Regions from separate parts of the Drosophila melanogaster genome. Here region 2 is linked to region 1. A link is a contact called in public Hi-C data. All regions are on one chromosome and are shown on one strand. The core of a region is the stretch at or near the end of the contact, and the rest is flanking DNA. Distances in the headings are between cores, read along the strand shown.

Region 1 (6,297 bases), core at 2,171-4,670:
CTCGTCCAGGACATTGGCATTGACAGGCCTGCGTCGCTTTGCGTTAAATGTCAGCGCTGCTACTGGCCCCAGTTTTATTTCCTTTGCGCTGGGGTCACGGCAATTGACCTTCCATTCATCATCCAACGAGGTTGTTTGCTCAAGCACTCTTGTGTGCGTTTCCCGCTGGGTCCTGTTCCAATGCCCATTGATGTTTACCGCATTTGTTTATCGATTGAACCGGAGAAAATTCGCGAGTTTTGGGTTACTGAAACAACAAGGACGAAATCGAGGTGGTTGCCGACTTTGGCTAATCTGTAATTATCCCCTCAAATGATGCTGAACTGTAAAGTTAGTTCCGAAAGCGGAAAAAATACACAATTTAAGGTTTTCTGAGTACAAAAGAATCGGTTCATTCTTTCTAGCATACATAAGTATATATAAGGGTATCTAAAAAAAAAAAATACATTGAAAAATGAGTAATTTATAAAATCACATACATTTCCAATTAGAAATCAGTGTCGACACATCTCCTTTTACTTTATTGTGAATTGAACTTCGTAATGATGGGAATTATTCTTGTGTTGCAAGTCTACACTTGGGCGCCACACTTCCGGTTCCTATATCTGTGTAAGCCTTTGTGTTGGTGAGAAGAAAAATGACGGGGAAAATGAGCAACCGAATAACTGTAAATAAGCAGTGAAGGAATGTGGCAACATCCTCGGTAAGACCGATAAGAAATTTTCCCGCGTTTCACTGTTGCTTTTTTTTTCGGCACAAAAGGCAACAAATGAAAGACAAAAATGCTTGTGTAATGAAAGACTTGAGCAACATAATAAATAATGACAGGGACACCGAACTACCCAGTTTTTTTTGTTTTGCCATTTTCTCAAGCTCTCCTTATTACTTTCTGAGTTTTCCAATGCACTCCAAGCAGAAGGATGACAATTAGAAAAGCCTTTTTGAGGAGTCATCAGCGTGCATGGGAAAAGTCGATGAGCAGCTTTTCCTTTCTCCAAGTTTCACTTAAACTGTGCAAAATGAGCAGCGAATGGATTGAAGTGGGAGTTTCAAGAAACAAAAGGGAGTACTTGATATTAGATGATTTCTTTGAGTAGCTTTTACCGCTCGAATCTGACGTAAAGTTGGATTAAGTTGGTTACAAGTGGTTTACATGCTTTACAAATAGCAACACTCGAATGACTTTAGAACTATGTACTGATAACATATTATAACCGGATTTCCGCTGCCACCTATAATTTATGGTTGATTAATTCACTGGAGCGATCATCTGTAATGCGACAAAAAAATTGTCACCTTAGTTTACAGATATTAAAACGAAACCATGACAGTAAAATGAAATACGATTTAAACCGAACATGCTGTATTGAATTGCATTAAATCGGAAATAAAAACTATAATCTAGCCTATTTTTCAGTTTACAACTTAATCCTTAATAATCAATTAAAAATGATTAACAAATTGTGTAAAAAACAGGTAATAACTATTAACTATTAACTATAACTATTAACTATACGGAAAAACTGATTCATTTAGCTTGTTAAGTTATTTGTGTACATCAAAACGAAAAACATTTAATAAATTATTGAAAAACTGGCCGCTGGCAAAAACCTAACATAAAAGCAGGGAAATGTGGAAACACGAAAATGGTTTTAATGACCGAAGGCAAACAAATCATAGAGGGAAAACAAGTATCATATGCCGGGAAAATGTATGCCCACATAAATTTGTACGAGTGTGTACCTAAACTGAACCGGAAACTCACACATGTGCAGGCGAAAAGCAAACTTTTTGGCCAACTCTTCATCATTTTGGCCTCTAAGAACACCCCGACGGCACTTTAACCGGTTCCATTTTAATTGTTACCGCCACCTTCCTTCCGCCCGGCAAATGCTTTCCAAATTAATTAATAGCATTGTCTGTCTTTGGCAATTTGCCACGCCCACACACACACAAACTATAAATTGAATTTTCTTATGCGTTGTTGGCAGAAATGGAGTGCGAAGAAAAATTATTTGGCTGCTCGAGCAGTGGGAAATGTGGGAAAAATCGAAAGGGGCCAGCTCAGCGAAGACGAGGAAGCCAAGCAACTGGCACACAGGCCGAAAATCCTTTTTTAATTAAATTTTCTGTACATTTTGCAGTTTTTAGGTTTGAGCGCAGGCGACAGGCGAGTTTCCCTCGCCAATTCCTGTCGCTCATATGTGACGAAAGGAAAACTCATGTGGTTTTCCAACGCTTTCAAGGAGTCCAAAGGAGTAACCAAAGACAAAGTTTTCACTGGTGACATTCTGGCTGCAACTCCTTCCTTCTCGTTTTTGTGTCAAGTTAATCCAATTAGTTGTTTGCCAACGTAGTTTGCACTTTGATTCCCGGCCATCTGTGTCGGGACTTCCAACTAAACTCGAGATTCCCCAACTTAATTGGACAAGCCGGAGATGGATGAGTATTGATATTGATAACCGCGTTATGGATTAGCAGAGGTCGTGACTTGAGTGACAAGGAAAAGCACTCAGTAGCACTCTTCTAACTTGGCAAATAAGTGCTTACTTTTTAATTTTTGCAAGCCGGTATGAATCATTTCTCCAATTTGAATGTTCTCACAAGTATCATATATATATTTGAATCATTAGGTTTGAGTTATAAATATAAGTAAATACATTTCAGATTTTTTTCACTTAGACTGATTGCTGATTAGTAAAGAAAATAATCATTATAATTATCATTGATAGTGCAAATTGCTTTGTTAATTATTAAAGTGTTTGATTTATCTTGATTCGAAAGTGATTTAGCATTCCTAAGAGCTTCTCTTTGCTTCAAGTAAAATTCTGAGCAATAACTATTCGGTTCCTGGGTAGGCAGGATATTATTGAGGGCCTCTATGCGCTCATCAATTTGTCGTTCAATTAAAATGCGTTGTTCATTGTACACATCAAAGTCTCTTCGTGCTTCTATCTTTTCTCTCAAACGACCCTGGTCCCATTTTACCGCGATGCGTATGAGGTCAAGATTACGTGTGAACTCAGAATTACCAATGCATTCACGCTCATATGTGGTTAGAATATTCTGAAGATCATCGGTTATTGTCTTATCGAGTGCAGTGTAGGGACTCACAGTAGTTGTTTCAGGAGTTCGTGAGGATGGCGCCTAAAGAATATGTACATATATATTTAGAGAAAAGGATTACGCATTCTTTAATGGCTTTTAGGGATTTCAAGATTTTACCGTCGTTGTCGGTTCGGTGGTATTCGGTTTACTCCCATTCTCCCCCTGTAAAATATGTTTGAAGCGTACAAGGAAATTAAATATATTGAACATTTTTATTGATCACGCTTACCGTTGCGCCAACAACTATTCCGAGTGCAATTAGGCTCCAAATCCAAACCATGTCGTATTGTGACCACTGTAACCACTTTACAATGGCTTCAGAGCTTAGCACCGTGTTTTTATAGGGGTCGACAGTGGTTCGTAATTCTAATTTAGATAGACGAAATAGGAAATTCTTCAACACCTGTCAGTTCAATATTTCTGTGTCTTATCTCCAGCAAAATATTGGTTTAGTGACAAAACGCAACGGAATGTTTCTTTTGTTAAATGCCTTTTTCATATACCAACATGTCTATATATATCAATATATGTATATATTACCGACTAAATTGCTTTAGTTTTAAAGTTCTCTTATTACATACTAGAAATACAAACTATTTTTCATGTTTTAATGATGTTTTCATTTTCTAACCATGTTCTTTGAATAAATTCGTATATATGTATACGTTGGACTGATTAAAAACTTATCGAAGCCAAAGCTCTCAGGTATTATCTCTTTTTCGGTTCTCTTCAAATGATCTCTCTTGTTTCATTTCACTCTCTCAATGTTTGCGTGCTGTATAATCCACAATTACACTGCGCTTATCAGTTGTCAAGAGCTCCAGATCCATGTAGCCTACCCTGTATCTTGTGGGGTATATGAGTTATAGTGTATTCTCTAAATTATTTGTATAAAATATACTGAAAACAATGCACTTATCATCAAATGACTAGTAATTACAGAATTAAAAATTTACAAATTATGATCTTTTTAACTATTTTTGATACTTACAAATAAATTAAAATGAAATATAATGAAATCAAGGTAATTAAAATATTTCCGACTAATTTGACTAGGGTATATAACCTTACACCCCACCCCAAACCACTGATTAATACCTTATCTGCAGCAGATGCTGTACGTTATGGGTTAAGTCGAATCCCCTTACCCCTGGCCCACAAATTCCCGGGCATGACGAGCATTTTTATGACACAGCCCGCTCAAAGCTTTTTAAAATGAGGTTTTAAAATTAAGCAAAAAAAAAAAAAAAAAAATGGAAATAATAACAACACACAAGGAGAGGAGATCCGCTGGCAAAATAATGAAGCTGTCCGCAGCATTCTACGGAGTTCGCTTTGTCCGGGCCTTTTCAGTGTTTTCAGTGCGGGTACTGCAGTCGAAACCGTGTGACACTCTGCGTCCGGTATGCGTTGCTGTTGTTGTTTTGTGCTCTCCGGAAGCAAAATTAATTACAAAATATTTACAGCTCATAATTTCATTTTGCGTGTTTACTCGTTTTGCAGGCGGCCACAGCGGGCAACCCGAAAGCGGCAGAGATATCAACTGCAAAATCGGCAATATCCACGGCGACGGCAGCACCGGCTATAGCTGCCACGCCCCTTGCCACATCCGCCCCCGCAGCAGCGGAAATCGAGCAGCTGCAACAGGCGTTAATCGAGAAACAAACGCAACTGTATGCCCTGGAATCGGCCTGTTTGAGGGAAACGGAACGACAAGTGGAGCTCGAGGATAGTGTGATAGCGTGGCAGGATAAGTACGATCGGCTCTACGAATCGCACAAGCGGGTTCAAAAGGTCAATCAGAGCCTGGAGGACAAGATGCTCAAGCTGGTGGATCGAAATGCCGGCGAAAGGGCACAGTTGACCAGCGATGTGGCCACTTTGAGTGTGCGACTCGCCCAGGCAAACTTCAACATCGCCAAGCTGCAGAGGGAAATCGTAAGTACAGAATTTACTTCTATGAAATTTTAACTTTAATTAGAACGCAATTGAGGGGTATGCAATGAACTATATTGTGTTACATTCTTTCTAGAGAATTCATTGTAGTGATCTCACATTGGTCTTATCTCTCCGAGGAGACAGCAAATCTGTTGGCATTTAAATCATTTTTGATGATTGCTCTCAGTTATCGTGAAATTCTGAATTAAAAACGCCTTTAGTTAATATTTTCTTTCTTTGTACAGCCCTTCGGGTTCGAAAGTCCCAACTCATTAAGAAATTTGTTCCCTAACTTGATATGAAAAGTCGAAAAGGTAAAACGAACTCAAAGGAATACCCACCATAAAAGTTACTTTGTAGCAACCCAGCTGTTTGACAAAAAGCGCCACTTCCATCGCTCCATTCCATGACAATTTTGGGATTCCGAAAAACGCGGCAGTCCAAACAGCTTAGAGTGGATTTCCAATGTGGCCAAGACCAAGTCTCGAATTTAACAGCTGCCACAACCAGTTGAAGTCCCCAAAAACCCGCCGCTCCGTCCGGATTTCAGTGCAACCAACTAATTGGCCGCCAAGTTCTAAGAGGAAACACAAACACTTTTAAGTCTGGCTGTGAATTTGGGTTTTTTTCTTCCATTTTTTTTTTTTTTACGGTGAGGAAGGTAGACCACTGGGAGGGGGAGGGGGCCCCAGGTCTAAACAAATGAAAGGCGGCAAAGCGTTGAAAACTCAGAGTTGCACTTCTACTTACGACAACTTTCCACAGCCCGTTTTGTAGTTTGTTGCGTGGGAAAAACTAGAAAAGTTTTCCAATTCAGTTTTGTTTTTGCCATGCTGCTGCGAAAAATACGAATATCTGCTGGCGAAAAAAGTTTTCAATTAACGCAAAACAGTAAAAATGGCAAGAAGGGAAAGCAGGACGGCGCATCATATCGAAGGGGTTGGCCGGGAAACCTTTTAAAGGTGTCCTACGTGTTTCGGGCGAGGTGTTTGCGCAAAGCGATAGACCATGTTGCACACAATTAGTGGGACATTGCCCAAAGAGATACACTTGCAAAAAAAATCGCTACTCAATTATTTCTTAAAGTCTAAAAGCATCGAGAGCTGGATTCCTTCGAGTAGTTCGAAAGATATTAGTTTGAAGTCCTTTTAAGTTTGTTTTTATGAAAAAGGTCCATAGTTTCCTAAATGGCAACGTTGCACTTTTGCCAAGTGCAAGCAAACAAGAAGCTGAAAATGAGCAGAGTAGAAA
Region 2 (6,297 bases), core at 2,557-5,056, 72 kb after region 1:
GATTTTCCATCTCTGGGGTCACCCTGTTTATTATGTGCGACCACGCTCGACTGATTTATGTTCGTTTATAACAACGAAATCTGCGTTTTGTTTCCTCCGTTTGTTTGTTTGTTTGTTTTGAAGTTTTCCCAATGCACACATATACAATATATATAGAAAAGAGACAACTTGATTGGAGCCATCATTATGCAATCACCGTATGTCACTTAATAAATCTCTCACATTTCAGCGCAATTAAGTGATTTGTTTGTGTAAATTTATTTATGTATATTTTTTTCTCCTATTTATTCGCAGGCGTCACAATGCGCGAGAAAAAGGGAGGAGCCCTTCAGAAGCTCAAGAAGAGACTTTCGCACAGCTTCGGCAGATTAAGTGAGTAGAAATTATAAAAAATATACCCATAATTCTAAGAGAAAACTGTGATTAAATATTGTTATTTTTTTCGCCTTGAATTGTCAATAATCCCGAGGAAAACTCTCAATGAGTTGAGTCACTCTGCGATTTGTGTTTCCATGTGGGTGCAGTGTCTTTCAAACAATAGTTAGTTATGGTAATGCAATAGTCTATAGATAAATTTATGTATATGTGCAATAATGCAATCCAAGTTGCGGCAACACATAAAAAACTTGTTTAAATCAAGCGGGCGTTGCGGAAAATGTCAAATGAATTGTATATGTGAAGTTGAAGCTAGGAGAATTGATTATTATATATACGAGAGTCATCAGAGTTTTAATAATTTTCAATGTCCATTTTAAGTCTGTTCCCTGTTAATACCTGTAACTATAGCGTTATAAAAACGATTTCAAGTTTTCCCAGCTGTTATGAATTCAAAACATTTCCTGCTCCAAAGAACCCAACTTCCATAAACTTTCCCACTAAAAAAAAAGGACCCATCAACTCATTCCGTCTCGAATTTTTGCATTTATACGAACAAAAACGGAACTTCTTTTATTATGTCCTTCAGCTTTTTCTGACCGAAAACACAATTCCCGAATAAAAACAAAAAAACATCAATACAATTTTTAGTTAAAAAACTTTCGATGCTGCGAGACCGCAACAGATACAAATACAAAATGCAAAACGAACTCGCATTTTCAGACAGAAACTTATCGATTTCTTCGTTGGCATGGTGGGAAAAGCTTTTAATGGTCTAAAAACGCGTTTTGATGGGTTGTCAGTTTGGCTTTTTTCGTTGCGGTAATTGAATGCACTCGTTGCCCGTCAAATGCAATTTGACAGACAAAAGAGCCCGAAATATGCCAAAAACTTCGGAAAGTGTAAACATATTTTGACGAATTACTTGATCGAATGGCTGGTGGAGTGTTGTGCGCCTCTAATCTTTGCATTTCATAGAATTCGCCATGCATTTTCGATGGTTTATTTAGTTTATTTGTGCACGACATGGAAACCCGTATAGTTTGCACCACGTTGACTCACTGAAAAACCCGTTTCGGTCGCTTGATTTTGCGGCATGCGGCTAATTGTCTTTCAACGCCCACGCAAACGGTTTTATTTTCGGTTTTTTGTAAGCTTTTTTCCAGCCTTCATTTCTTGTTCCAGAAACTAGTTCGGCGAACAGCTGTTTTTCTTCCCATAATCGGAGCGATTTTGTGTGTTTTGCGATCTAGTCAGGGGCGTAGTCAAAGATACGGCGGTGGCAAATGTAAAATATAGTTTGAGTGCCACAGGTAAGCCCCTGAATATCTTACTAATGGTCTTGATTGGCTGGAAATCCAACCATATTTGGCTTAAGTATTTAATTGACATTTTGTGTCGTGGCTTTTGTTTTGAAATACCGAGTATATGGCCTTAATTGGGATCATGTGTTGGTAAATAAGTCGTTTCAAATTTCTTGGAAAAGAGAAAAATTTGGTGACCAGGAAATAGTTAAATTCAGACTACAATATATTTTAAATTCATATGTAATTTCAATAATTATTTCACCAACTGATTTCCTTTCATCATCAATCAATCCTGTCAGAATGAATTTCTTTCTGAATTTCATGCTCATTTTACAACATTTCAACTCATGTTCAGTGAGCAATTTTACTATTTCATTTCGATGAAGAATGAAGTTTGCAGCGAATTTTCCGCACCACAACCAATATGTCAGTGTTTTCCCCTCGGAAATGCAGCACCCGCGTCAACAATTGGGCAATTCTTCAAGCGGAAACAATTTCAAATGCATCTTGAGCTTGCATTGAAACAATTTCTCACGATTTTGCCATTTGGGAGCTTCTGTTTCGCCTCGGCTCATAAATGTTGCATTAACCAAAGAATATAAAACATCTGGTAGAGTTGGCTTTATTTAAGCTGAAGTTTAAATGTTTTGCTTGCATTATTGAGCAGTTTTGTGCAGCAGCTGGTTGATGCAACTGAAAAGGGGGAACAAATAAAACCAAGGAATGTCACTCGAGTTGCAAGTTGTCTGCCAAGGCCATTACAACAACAACACACTAACTGTAGTTGCTAGTTGCTGGACTTGTCTTGTCTTAGCCGCTTGTCAGCGAACTGATACTTGCAGCTTAACTATCGTTAATTGCCGCACGAGCTGCCGCTTGTGTTGCCTCGTTTTAATTACACCCAGCTCTGTGTCTGTAACTCACAGTCGCTCCTTCTAAACTGCTTCATTCGCCGGCCATAAAAGTTATGAAGTTATAAGACGTTGCACAACAGAAATTAAGTACCTACACGCTAAACAATAAAACTAGACTTCAGTTGAAGAGCAGTCAAAGTATATAGCCACCATAATAAAACGAAGGAAAATAAATCCAGTAGTACCTTTCTGTTTAGTTTAGTACGAACTAAACTATTTACGAACAGAGATCGTTTTTAAAATCGTTTTTAATGCTTGTATAGTGCAGCACTTGCTTGGACTTCTTTTTTTTCCGGTGCAGCTTATAGTTACAGCGCTTCCTCTTCAGCTTTTGATGAGTGCATTCCATAGATCAGAATTACACAGACCGGAATCACGCACACATATGATCTTTTCTGTCTTCTGAGCTGTGGATAACATGGAATGATTCATTGGATTTTTCTTTCTTGAGTTCGAGTTTTTTGAGGATGTCTGTAAAGTGGATTTAAGATATGAAAACATGTTCGTAGTTGTGTTCACTTGAAATACAGGGATTAGTTGTAATACATTTATTCGTTCCAAATAAAAACGTAAAATTTCACAACGACAACCACTTAAATCTGGTCACCTCGACTTAGATAAAACTACAAACACCTCTTGCCTCAAGTGAAAAATCCTCAACTTACTTAACCAACAATTGTGACACTTATTCCTCCGCCCACTTCCGCTCCTATGAAATAGAGGATAACTTTGCTCGACTGAAGTGAGATTCTTGAGATAACTCGAGGCTCCTTTGCTCCTTTTTGGTGTAAATATTTTATGGCGTCGAATGTCCGACTTTGACACTTGGTTGTCGGCTATATCGTCGCCATCGCATCATCATCATCGTCGTCGTCGTCGTCTCTATTTCTTTGTGCCAGTGATACAGTTCTGTACAGTGTTTCACCTCGCTCTTAGCCATGTTTTTCTCGTTTTTGCAGGCTTGTCATAATCCTTTCTGATAGCATTTTATGTCACAAGCCATGGCCAAACACACTCGACGTTGTCTATGGCTTTAACCCTTGACTGGTGTCCGTCTATCTGGCCGCCAGTCGCAGCCACTTGATAACTTTACACTTGAGCTCACTATCGCTGCTATTTTCAGACCTACTCAATGGCAGAAAAAAAAAAATGGGGAAAAAACCGAGAAAAATGTATATAAAAGATTCAGCAGCCGAAGACGAAGCGCGATAAGCAGCTAATGGTCGCCGACTGTTGATGCTTCCTCCACCGACTCGCTTTTATCTCCCGGAACTCCACACCCACCCTCTCTCTATATGGTATCTCCGCCACTCACTTCCCAAGTCTTTTCAATGCCCTCAGAAGAACTAAACTGGACTCTGCCCGCATATGTGCTGCTGACACAGTGATAACTGCTTTAAGTGGATCTATAGTTCCATGATACATGGAAATGCGGGTCGTAAGCTTTAAATTGATTTCAGAGCGGCTTAGATGTGATTAAAAATCAATTAAAAGCAGATTTACTGTTAAAATAGTTACTATCTCTTCACACTTAAGTTAAACTTTCTATTATCAAGCTTTTGGCCTTTCTAAAGCTTGACTGATTGGTATTGAACCTACGAGTGCTGACCAGTTTCTTTATATCCAGTAATCCCTGTACCATCACAGTCCATTCAAGTGCCACTGAGCAGATTCCGCTATCAGAACACGCATCGTTTCTCGCTTTTCGTCTCGCTTTCCCATCGCTTTTCAGCATTGTATTTACGCTCTGATTTGTGAAGAGCAAGAAACGCTACAGATGCCATCTGCCCCGCCCACCGACCAACGCCAACATCCCGACAACTTTCCGCCCCAACTTATCTGAAGATTTGAAGTACATACATATATGTGGACAAATCCGCTTTGGTGGCCCGTTTAATATGTCATGTCATTGATATGAAAACCCTCTTTCATTTGGTTTCAGTTTTATTTTCCGGCATGTGAGCTGATCTCCGCGACGGCCACACGTCGTATGAGTAATCACGCACATGACCTTTCGCTCGCTTAAGCACATTTAATGCAGCTACCCCCCACCTCCCACTAAATGTTGCACTATTAAATAAGTTATATGAGAAAGTACTCATACATGTTGCCAGCGCAAAATCCATATAGCGGAAGATTTTTTTACGCCCTCAGCGCGTTGAAAAGAAATTTATGCGGGTATTTTCCGTGTTTTATTACACGAATTCCTGAATTTCTGAGTAATTTAGTGAGGCCTCTAACATGGAGGGTTTTCCTCGATTTTTCCGTGCTTATGTTTGTGACATTGATGAGTGGCACTGAGCACTGAACTGTGTTTCGGGTTAATGGTTCACCATTGCGAAGGGGTTAAAGGTTTCGAGAAAAATATTTAATTTTTTTTCTTCTCGTATATATTTATCATGAAATACTGAAATGTAGTTAGGTAATAATAGCAGTAAAATAAATACAGACTCCACCGACTGATAAGCAGGCAACTAGAAGCACTTAAAGTGCACCTGGCACTCCCTGAGTTGCATTACATCATTCGGTTTGTTCTACTTCTGTCAATTATGTGTGTTTATCTTTTTTCACCGATTCCCAACACCACACATTTTCCAATTTCAAACAGCTTAACCCCTTGGGACACCGTGCTCGGGATTATTCTGCATTTTCGCCGACTATCATTGACTGTCCATAAACATTTGTGCCCCGTTCCATTTTATTATTTTACTCTCTGCCGGTGACAGGCGTTTCGTACATGTTCGATAATTTGTTTTTAAACGGCTCATTGTTGCTGGTGTTGCTGCTGTTTCGACTCTTGTCGAATGGGTACATTACATTACAGGTACATGTGTTGTCTGGAGCTGAAGAAAAAACCGAATCTTTTTTTATATGCCAGGCCAAGCGTCAATGCTGCCTGGAAAACGTGCCTTGAATGCGAGCAGGTTTTTTCCCCCCCCCCCCCCCCTTTATTTTCTTTGGAGGCTCACCGCCCATAATAAAAGTATTTTAAGTGAAATTCACAGCCTTCCGACGTAAATCGTAAAAATTCTGTTTTCAACGCGGCTTTTACTATTTCGTTGTTTGGTTTCTTTGGCGGTTGTGTTCTGGTCTGCTGTTTGGCAACGCGGGTAGAATTCAATTAGGCTGAAATAGTTTGGAAGTCAATTTGCAATTAGCTGCAGAGGAAAAAATGATTGGCTCTTTGAAAAAAATAATATCCACAATAAGGACATATCTTGCATGCTATAAATCAGTGAGCTTACATTTAATTTGATTATATAATACAGAATCATTTAAATAAATATTTATCAGTGTAACTGGCAAGTTTGCCGCCAGCTCGTCTGGTTCTCATTTTTTTTGCTGTACAACTTTATTTTTGGCATCTTTAGCTCGTTCTTCACTCGTTCAATGACTCTAATTCTGTAGTGAATGTCAAGGGATCCTCCCTTCGCCGCTCCGTTCTTTTGCCATTTCCTAATGCAGTTTTCAATTTGCCATTTCTGCTGATGCTGTTCGTGCCTTTGTTTATTGTTTATCTATGCCGCTGCATTTTTTCTTCCCGTTGTATTGTTTATTTTCGGTGGCTTACGCTGACGTCAAACAACGTTCACGACATTTGCGATCGGAAGACTGTAACACGTCCGTGCTCTTTGCTTCCACCATGGGTTTCCCTTTCCGATTATTATGTTTTTTGCATGCAAAGTGCAATGCCAACAGCA

The links. A called contact is a pair of places that touch in the nucleus more often than the background predicts.
Region 2: a contact with region 1 is called in a Hi-C map of the Kc167 cell line, with 7 times the contacts expected there. A contact is called at or near these places in 10 of 107 Hi-C or Micro-C datasets (the Kc167 cell line, the OSC cell line, the S2 cell line and 2 more) and 1 of 7 datasets of targeted methods (the S2 cell line).

The regions. Positions count from the first base shown.
Region 1 is chr3L:3,481,233-3,487,529 of dm6, forward strand. It overlaps CG43074, which reads right to left and starts at 3,421. Exons shown (of 3, transcript NM_001259675.2): 1 at 3,338-3,421; 2 at 3,226-3,270; 3 at 2,600-3,147. The coding sequence starts at 3,388. The coding sequence ends at 2,695. It overlaps CG42324, which reads left to right. Exons shown (of 6, transcript NM_139562.3): 2 at 4,612-5,046.
Region 2 is chr3L:3,552,493-3,558,789 of dm6, forward strand. It overlaps lncRNA:CR45820 (long non-coding RNA:CR45820), which reads right to left and starts at 3,807. Exons shown (of 1, transcript NR_133166.1): 1 at 3,139-3,807. It overlaps Eip63E (Ecdysone-induced protein 63E), which reads left to right. Exons shown (of 11, transcript NM_001202113.2): 3 at 295-372.